Linked DNA regions of Mus musculus: region 2 is linked to region 1. A link is a contact called in public HiChIP or PLAC-seq data. All regions are on one chromosome and are shown on one strand. The core of a region is the stretch at or near the end of the contact, and the rest is flanking DNA. Distances in the headings are between cores, read along the strand shown.

What was found. HiChIP or PLAC-seq counts read pairs in DNA pulled down with a chosen protein or histone mark.
Region 2: an H3K4me3 HiChIP or PLAC-seq map of forebrain shows a contact between it and region 1, with 7 times the contacts expected there. The contact joins the enhancer-like site here to the promoter of Klf13 in region 1. A contact is called at or near these places in 6 of 39 promoter capture datasets (the 3T3-L1 cell line, embryonic stem cells, hippocampal neurons and 2 more) and 10 of 115 datasets of contacts at active chromatin or transcription factors (astrocytes, embryonic forebrain, embryonic hindbrain and 6 more).

What each region holds. Positions count from the first base shown.
Region 1 is chr7:63,937,155-63,941,221 of GRCm38.p6, reverse strand. It overlaps Klf13 (Kruppel-like factor 13), which reads left to right and starts at 2,307. Exons shown (of 2, transcript NM_021366.3): 1 at 2,307-3,255. The coding sequence starts at 2,676.
Region 2 is chr7:64,740,156-64,744,222 of GRCm38.p6, reverse strand. It overlaps Apba2 (amyloid beta (A4) precursor protein-binding, family A, member 2), which reads right to left. Exons shown (of 15, transcript NM_001291166.1): 11 at 784-963. Among named protein-coding and RNA genes, the nearest start is that of Nsmce3, 130 kb to the left of the region's middle. Within about 2 kb of position 2,097, at least 18 of the 459 cell types and tissues checked have an H3K27ac peak or open chromatin away from gene starts, as enhancers often do. A contact at or near this core is called in forebrain, where this site is marked.

The sequences.
Region 1 (4,067 bases), core at 1,058-3,557:
AGATCCTACTAGCACAGAAACATGGACCTAGAGCTATGAGATATTTACTGGAGAGTAGAGCTGTACCCCTAGGATATTTCTATCTGGGTTTGGGACAAGAAAGGCCTCAATTTTGAGACCCCAATCATTTTGTACTTGGTGAGTGAACTGGTAAGAAACCACTCAAGGTAATGCCTCTTGTATATAATATCCAAAGGAGAAAACCCTTTGGGAGACCATCAGGAAGAAAGCTTGGATGGGGTATGTCAGAAGGGTTGATTGATGCAGTTCTATCCTAGAAACCTATAATGTAGGAGTCCAGTGAATATGTATGTCCCAGGAAGGTCCACCGTGGAGGACACCACCAAAAAGTGTTTTTGTTTGTTTGTGTTTTTGTTTTGTTTTTTTGGTTTTTCGAGACAGGGTTTCTCTGTGTAGCTCTGGCTGTCCTGGAACTCCCTTTGTAGACCAGGCTGGCCTTGAACTCAGAAATCCACCTGCCTCTGCCTCCCAAGTGCTGGGATTAAAGGCGTGCGCCACCACGCCCAACCAAAAAGTATTTTATGTACTGCAGAATGCCCCTGGCTGCAGAGGGACAGAAAGACATGCATGGACTGAAAGGCAGTGTAGGGGCCAGCTCTTTCCCAATGAGATGACTGTCTGTGGCATGTGGTGGGAACAGAGGAGCAATCTGAGTCATCACTTGGTCAGGACACAGTCTCTTAAATGCCATCAACATAATCTGCCTGGAACAAAGATGACTACTTTCTGCCAAGTGGAGACCCTCCTACAAAGCCCTGATCCAGCTTCTCCACAAAACAGCAGCCCAATGGTGTGGAAATTCAGGGTGTGTGCTCACACTCGGGGTGTTCAAACGTTAACCTAAAGTTTCACAACTGAAAATTCCAAATTGTTCAGTTTCCTCAATTATCAGAAATCAAAGTCTTTTCTATTTTAGGCTCCCATTTAACTTGGGGAAGAACTTGAAATCAGAGCCATGGTTCTTAATTTTCACCAGTAGTGAGGTGACTGACCCTTCTTTAGCTCACTGGGGTCGACCAACCGGCAGTCGGGTCTCCCTGACTTGGTGGCTGACTTATTTTAAGGTATCATCCACAATGAAAAGGAGAGGCTGCTGATCCTACCCTCACAGGTCAGAGGCCAGTTGCGGCCAAAGTCTTTTGAGTGTGTTAAGATTGGTTCAAAGGCAGTTGGAAGCTACGGGTCTCTCTGATGATGGCCTAGTGTTCAGAGAGGAAAGAACATGAATGTGTGTCTAGACTTTAGAGCAAGGTGGCCTAGTTGGAAGGCCCCGGCAGGACGCAGCGGAGCATTTCCTTCAGAGGCCCAGACAGTGGATGGGTGGGGCGCCCTGGGCGGGGTCCTCGCAGCTGGTGGTGTTTGAAGCCTCCAGGACCGCGGTGGGAGAGGGGCGGCCTGGAGAAGTTGGCAGCAGGCCTGGGGCAGGAAGGGGGAGGAAGGGGCCCCGTGTTCCCTGAACAGCCGCGACCGCAGCCCCAGCACGTAGCTCACTCCCTCAGCATTGGCAGTGGTGGGTCCTGCATCAGCCAGGTTAACATAGGCTCAAGGGCAGTTCGGCCGCGCGGGGGCGGGGCGGCCCCAGTGGTGACAAGGCTCGGGCCAAGGTTGCGTAGAGAACCGGAGCTCAATAGGAGCGGGGTGAGGAGGTGGCTGGAGATGGGCAATGCAAACCCGGCCACCAGAGAACTCCGCTGCGGTGGGGTGAGGCTCGGTAATGTCCCGCCCATAGGCGAGGTCGGCCGCTTAGGTCCCATAGGGACCGATACGCCACCTTGCCCGCACTCCCGGCGGGCGGAGCGACCACAGGGTGTCTTGCTCAGTGTTGCCATCCTCGTGCCACCCACTGCTGCCTGCTCACAAAAGCTCTGGCATGGAAAGGGCCGGCGGGGTTCCCGCTGCGGGAGGCACGCGCCCCAGCCCTGCGCCGCTACACAGCGGCCCGCCACCCTCGGACGTCATGCGTCTGCGCGCCGCGCGCCCGGCTCCGATTTCCGCCCCTCCTCTTGCAGGCCCAGGGGCACGCCCACTGGCGCGCGCAGGTCCCGCGGCCAGTAGAACCCTCTCGAGGACCGGATTGGCTGCATAAAGTACTCAAGAGCCAATGGAGTTCGCGTCTACCACTGGCCACGCCCCTCCTGAGGCGCTCCAGGCTCCCCGCCCCCTTCGTGCGCGCTGCTCCCTGCGGCCGCTGCCGCCTGTAACCTGCGCCGCCAGGATGTGGCTGGGGGCTGACGTCGGGTCCAGATGTGGCCCCGGCCCCGCCCACCCCCGGGGCCGGTCCGCCCACACCGAGCCGCGGCGCGCACGGAGGCTGTCCCGCCTGCCACAATGCACGGTGGAACTGCGACCACAACTTGCAGGGGTCGTGCCTAACGTCGCCTCCGCTCGACGTCCCTAAGACAGGCCGACTCTGACGCCGCACGCGGACCCTCCTTACTGGAGCCCCCCATGCGCTCACCCTCCAGTGCCCGGCCAGGCGGACGCGGAGCCGCGCGGGTGACGGCAGAAGCGGCTACGCGCCCAGCCTAGCCCAGCCCAGCCCAGCCGGAGAAGAGGGCGCGCCGCGCCCCCGCCCCCCGCCGCTCCCGGAGGCCGTGGGTGCGGATGCGCCGCTGACGACTCCTGCGAGAGCACCGCGCGCCCTAGCCCGCAGCATGGCAGCCGCCGCCTATGTGGACCACTTTGCCGCCGAGTGCCTCGTGTCCATGTCCAGCCGCGCAGTCGTGCACGAGCCGCGGGAAGGACCTGAACCCCGGCCCGAGGGCGCGGCCGCCGCCGCCCCCACACTGCCCCGCGTTGACGAGCGCCGCGACGGCAAGGACAGCGCCTCGCTTTTCGTGGTGGCTCGGATCCTAGCGGACCTCAACCAGCAGGCGCCGGCGCCCGCCCCCGCGGAACGCAGAGAAGGGGCCGCTGCGCGCAAGGCGAGGACCCCCTGCCGCCTGCCGCCTGCGCCCCCTGCGCCGCCACCCGGCCCAGAGCCCGCCTCCCCGGGACAAGCAGGCGCGCCGGCCGCGCCCCCCAGCCCCGCGTGGAGCGAGCCGGAGGCGGCATTGGAGCAGGAGCCCGGCCCCGCGGGGAGCGGCGAGCCTGGCCTCAGACAAAGGGGTCGGCGAGGCCGGAGCCGCGCGGACCTCGAGTCCCCGCAGAGGAAGCACAAGTGCCACTACGCGGGCTGCGAGAAAGTTTACGGGAAATCTTCGCACCTCAAGGCGCACCTGAGAACTCACACAGGTCAGTGGGGCGGCGGGGACGCCGCGAACGCGCGGACTAGGGACTGCTTGGGACCGGCCACGCCCCCAGAGCTTCGGGCCCAGCGCTAGAGGGGGCCGGGGCCGAGGGCGGGGAGCCATGAGCTGAGGGCGATCGCAGCCGCGCCCCTGTCCTGGCGCTCTGGCCTCGCGTGACGCTGGCCGTGGCGCTTGGAGCCGGCGCCCTCTCGGCGACCGCGCCCCCATCGGGCACGCCCCCTCCCAGGCTCTTGGGGCGGGGCCGCGGGGGTAGATGTCGTCATCCGGGCTGCGGGCGGCGCGGGCAGGTGCGCTAGAGGTGGTTGGGGGGGGGGGCAGGCGGCGCTCCCTTTTGGGGCGTAGGTGCTCGGGGAGCTGGAGTCTCGCCACCCCTCTTCCCAGGCCTCCGGGCGGGCTCTGGCGAGGGAGGGGCCGGCTGGGGCGGGCGAAGTTCACGCGGGGACAGGGCTCCCTTCAGCCACTCGGCACATTCTTCGTTCTCTTCTTCCTGTAATTTTTCCAGGGCTCTAAGGTTTAATTTGTCGCAACCCGACCCAGCGGCGGCGCTGGCCGACGCGGGGGGCGGTCCCAGTCCTCGCTCCCTACCCCACGGCTCTTTGTGGGAGCCCCAGCCCATCCGGCCGGCGGGGGCGCGCCCGGCCGCAGGGGGCTGCGCTTGCTCTAGGAAGGCGCGCTCCGTTCACTGACCTTTCTGATCCAACTCTCACTTGCTCTTGGGCTGTGTGCAGGCAGGTGGCACCTGTACCAGGGCGGCCGGCCTGAGCCTGAAACCTGGGATGGCGTGAGGTCACTCGC
Region 2 (4,067 bases), core at 848-3,347, 800 kb before region 1:
TGGGACCCAGGAGTATTCTGGGAAATGAGAAGTATAGAGTCCCCTCTCCTGCCATGCTCTAAGGCCTTGGAGCTCTCCCACCCACCAAACCCTAGGAGGCCAGAAGATGCCCTCTGGTGTCTACTCCACGATCTTGCCCTTACTCTCATCCTGAAATAAATTTTCTTTGCCTGATTAGAAAGCTATCTGCCACCCATCCAAGAAGCCAGGATTGGGCACGCACTCAACAAGAATCCAGGATAATTCATTCACTCACCCTCATAGACACACAAAAGCATTCATTCACTAGTTCCCCTATGAGCACATTCATTCATTCCAAAGCCCCCAGGGAAAGCTTCTAGGATCGGCTAGGGCCTCTGCAACCGGCAATTTCAGAACTTCCCTGCCGACGCACCCAAGCTCCCTATTTTAAAGATGCCTCCCACGAGCTTTGCAGAAATATCTCCTAGTGCTGAGCCCAGTGGATGGAGACAACAACATTAAAAGGCACATTTTCAGGGTTACTAAGACTGATTGAAATCTTTGTCTCTGTAGCAAGTATCTCATCTCATATCTAAGTGCATACCTCCAAGGCAGTACCAAGGCATGCCCCGAGGGTCCCTGTGCTGGACACACTGGTGTGAGGAAGGAAGCCTTGCTCTCATCTTTGCCTGGTGAGCTGAGATGGGGAGGCACTGAGATAGCCCCCACATCCCAGCTGCCTAGCCCATCTCCGAGAGGGTTCATTTTGGAGGGCAAAGTCGAGCAGAGAAAGTTTTGGAGGCCCCAGCCGATGTGGCTTACCTCCTTGCAGTTCTCTGAGTTTGAGAAGTGGATGAGGTCGTCATTATACATCTCTTGGGTATTTATGATGTCGCTATATTCCTTCTGGCTCAGGTCTTCGGGGTTGATGCCATTGGCCCTCAGGAACTCCTGGTAAGCCACGCTGAAGGCCTGCCCAATGGACTGGGCGATCAGCTGGGCCTGTGGGAAGGAAGAAAGGCATGCTAGACCAAAGCACGGACACAGGCTCCACTAGGGGTCCATAAACCTTCATAGGGGTCCTCGTTTGGACTTAAAAGACTGAGGGAGTGACTGTGAGCTCTAGGCTGGCAGAAAGCTGTCTGCCACTTACACCCCGCCTCAGGCCACCATGATGAGCCTCTCTGCTGTCCCTGCTACTTCATGTCCAGACACTGGGACAAAGCAAGGTTTTTGTAAAATCACAGAAAATGGTGCTTGCTAAATATCAGACTTTCTTGCTTTAATTAGAAACTGTAATGTATTCTTATTTTTACCTATTTTATTCTAAAAAAAAAAAAAGACCCAAAAAACAGAACTGAGGCCCCACTCCAACCCCAGAAGTATCACATACATGGTTAGCTGTCTGTTTTATCCCCCCAGAAGTACAAAACCTAAACATAAGGAGACGAGTGCGTGTACTACATTGCTATGATATGAGACGGTGTGCAAGCTGAGGGTTACAGGACCTGGGACCCAGAGCAGACTCCACGCCACTGGGGACATTACTTCTTTCTATGCCAGCAGAAAGAAGCCTACGGAGGCCTGGACACTGATAAGAGATAGCAGGGCCTTCCTGCCTGCAGTGTAAATGGGACAGTGGGAGGCAGGCTCTAAGGTGGACATCTCCTTAACCACATCAAGCATGCTCCAAGCTGTGCAGCCTCAGGAAGGTGTGGAAACTCTCAGTGCATAGGAAAACCAACATCCCCCTCCCTTGCCCCAACCTCCCTGCTGTGTAAGCCCCACCCAGTCCAAGTCCTCCTTATGTCCCTCCTCCCACACACCGGCCATTGAGGGGCCTCTGCCAGGTAACCCTGAAAACCTTGGTTCAGTATGTTTTGAGAACAAAGGGGCTGGCTTCAATTCTTTTCTCCCTCTGCACAATATGTGATTTAGGTGCTTTTAAATGAGTAAGCTCATCTAAAATTAAGCTGGGCTGGATCACATCTTAGCATGAGGTAGAGGGCTTGCTTTAAATATGGACTGATTCTAGGTTGAACTGCCTGCCCAAATCAGACCTGAACAGCTCAGAGAAAGGATGCCGCAATGCTCTCACTGTTCCCACATCTGCATGCTAGCAGCGGGTGGATGTGGTGGCCCATCAACCACTAGGTGGCGCTGTTGGCTCAGATAAGGAAAGCAGCATTTGAGGGTCTCTCAGTAGTAAACCTGCAAAGTGGTGACTTTGGAAACCACAAAGGAGGGAAGGTCTTAGAGAAGAACCACAGATTGGAGGGGCTGCCCTAACTGATATCTCAGTGCCCCAGCCTCCAAACCCTGTGTCTCCACCTGGGAAGGGCGGAATGACTGCATCAGACGTCTTCACCATGAAAGCTCCAGACTGGGTTCTTCCCACCTCCCATCCTCCTACCTCCTCTTCTTGCAATATTATGCCTCCTCCTCCTCTCCCTATGGAAATGCCCCGAGACTTAAGTCAGCTAACACATTAGAATGATCACCCTCTTCAAGAACAATCCATGGAGTTTGTACTTCCTGCTGTCTCTGCTTTCCCCTTTTGTCCCTACCTCCCCTTACTGTCTCCCACCTGCCCTTACTGTCCCCACATCTCCCCTCCCCCCACTGCCTTCCCACCCTGCCCCTTGCCCTTGTGTCCTTGGTTCCCTCCTGCCAGAACAGGAGCCAATTCAAAGCCAATTCACTAGCTAAGGCACAATGCCAGCCCATCCAACAGGCGTCTCTTGCCTGTTCCAGCTCACAGCCAGGCCTGTGGGCACAGGCTGCTAAAGACCCCATATGGCCCGAGGGGTAGGTGCAGGAGCCTTGGTGCCTGGTGGCCTCCTGCAGGTGGGAAGAGGTCATGCCTAGCATTACTCTTCCTGGCTCTGTCACCTCCATAGCAACATCCACTCTTCCTTTATCCCTAGAGCACTGAGTTCTGCCTTGCAGAGGGCTACCCAGGACACAGCAGGACAGGCTACCATCATGTCCTCTCTCTCAGCAGCTGCTCCGGGTACCTGACATTGATGGAACACTTTTCTCTCACTCCTTCACGTCTATGTAACTTGGGTTCTACCTTCACTGAGTCCCAAAGATGTCTGCACCAGCTGAACCAGGGCTCCTCACATGCTTGGCTCCTCCACAGTCTGCACGTGAGCCTTACTTGATGACTCTTGCTCGCTCTCCCTATCACTCGACACTCACCACACTGGCGCTCGGAGACATCCCCAAACTCCCAGCCATAAAAACATGCCTGCCTGTCTGTCCACAGATCTCCATGCAATGGTGGGAAGTGTAAGACTGTGCACCGTCTGGTAGGGCTATACAGAAATACTGGTCTGTATAAAACACCCCTTGCTCCAAAGCACTTTCCACTGATGCCTTAGAAAATAAGGAACACGGTCCTCACACACTGCTTTGAACCTTGCTTTCAGATGAAGATTCCCTCCTGGGTTTCAGATCGTGAAATGTATGGATCCTACACTGACGTTTGTGAGTCCTTCGGTGACCAAGCATGCCTTGGCCCCTTGGGTGATTCCTGATGTCACAATATTGCCACCATTGACAAAAGCTTGGGATGGCCTCTTCACAGAAGGAATAGGTCAACAGAGAAAAGATAACAGCCCAACTGCAGTCTTTCAGGAAGGCTTGAGGAAGGTCAGCCTTCAAGGGCCTCAATCAAGATGCTGGAGTGTCACACCCTACCCCACCCCACCCCACCCCAAAGGTCACCTCTAGTTTTGTTTCTGTTATTAGAAACAAATATTTATTTTCTTTATTCTTTCTTTCCTTCCTTCCTTTCTTCCTCCTTCCTCTCCTTCTCTTCCTCCTCCTCCTCCTCTTTCTCTTGGCAGTTCTGTCTGGCAGACATGATCCCACTACCTCAGCTTCTGAGGACCTATGATTACAGGCTTCTACAACCCTAGGATCTCTTAGTGGATCCATGATATTTAAATTAAAAGAAAAAGAAAAACCATGTTGTAACTTTTTACATCATAACAATGTTATATGGCAAGATGACACAGCAAAGGCAGAGCCCACCCAGTCTCGGAACAGGTGCATCTTTCCATGCAACCTTGGCAAGCAAGCATGTGCATTTTAATAAC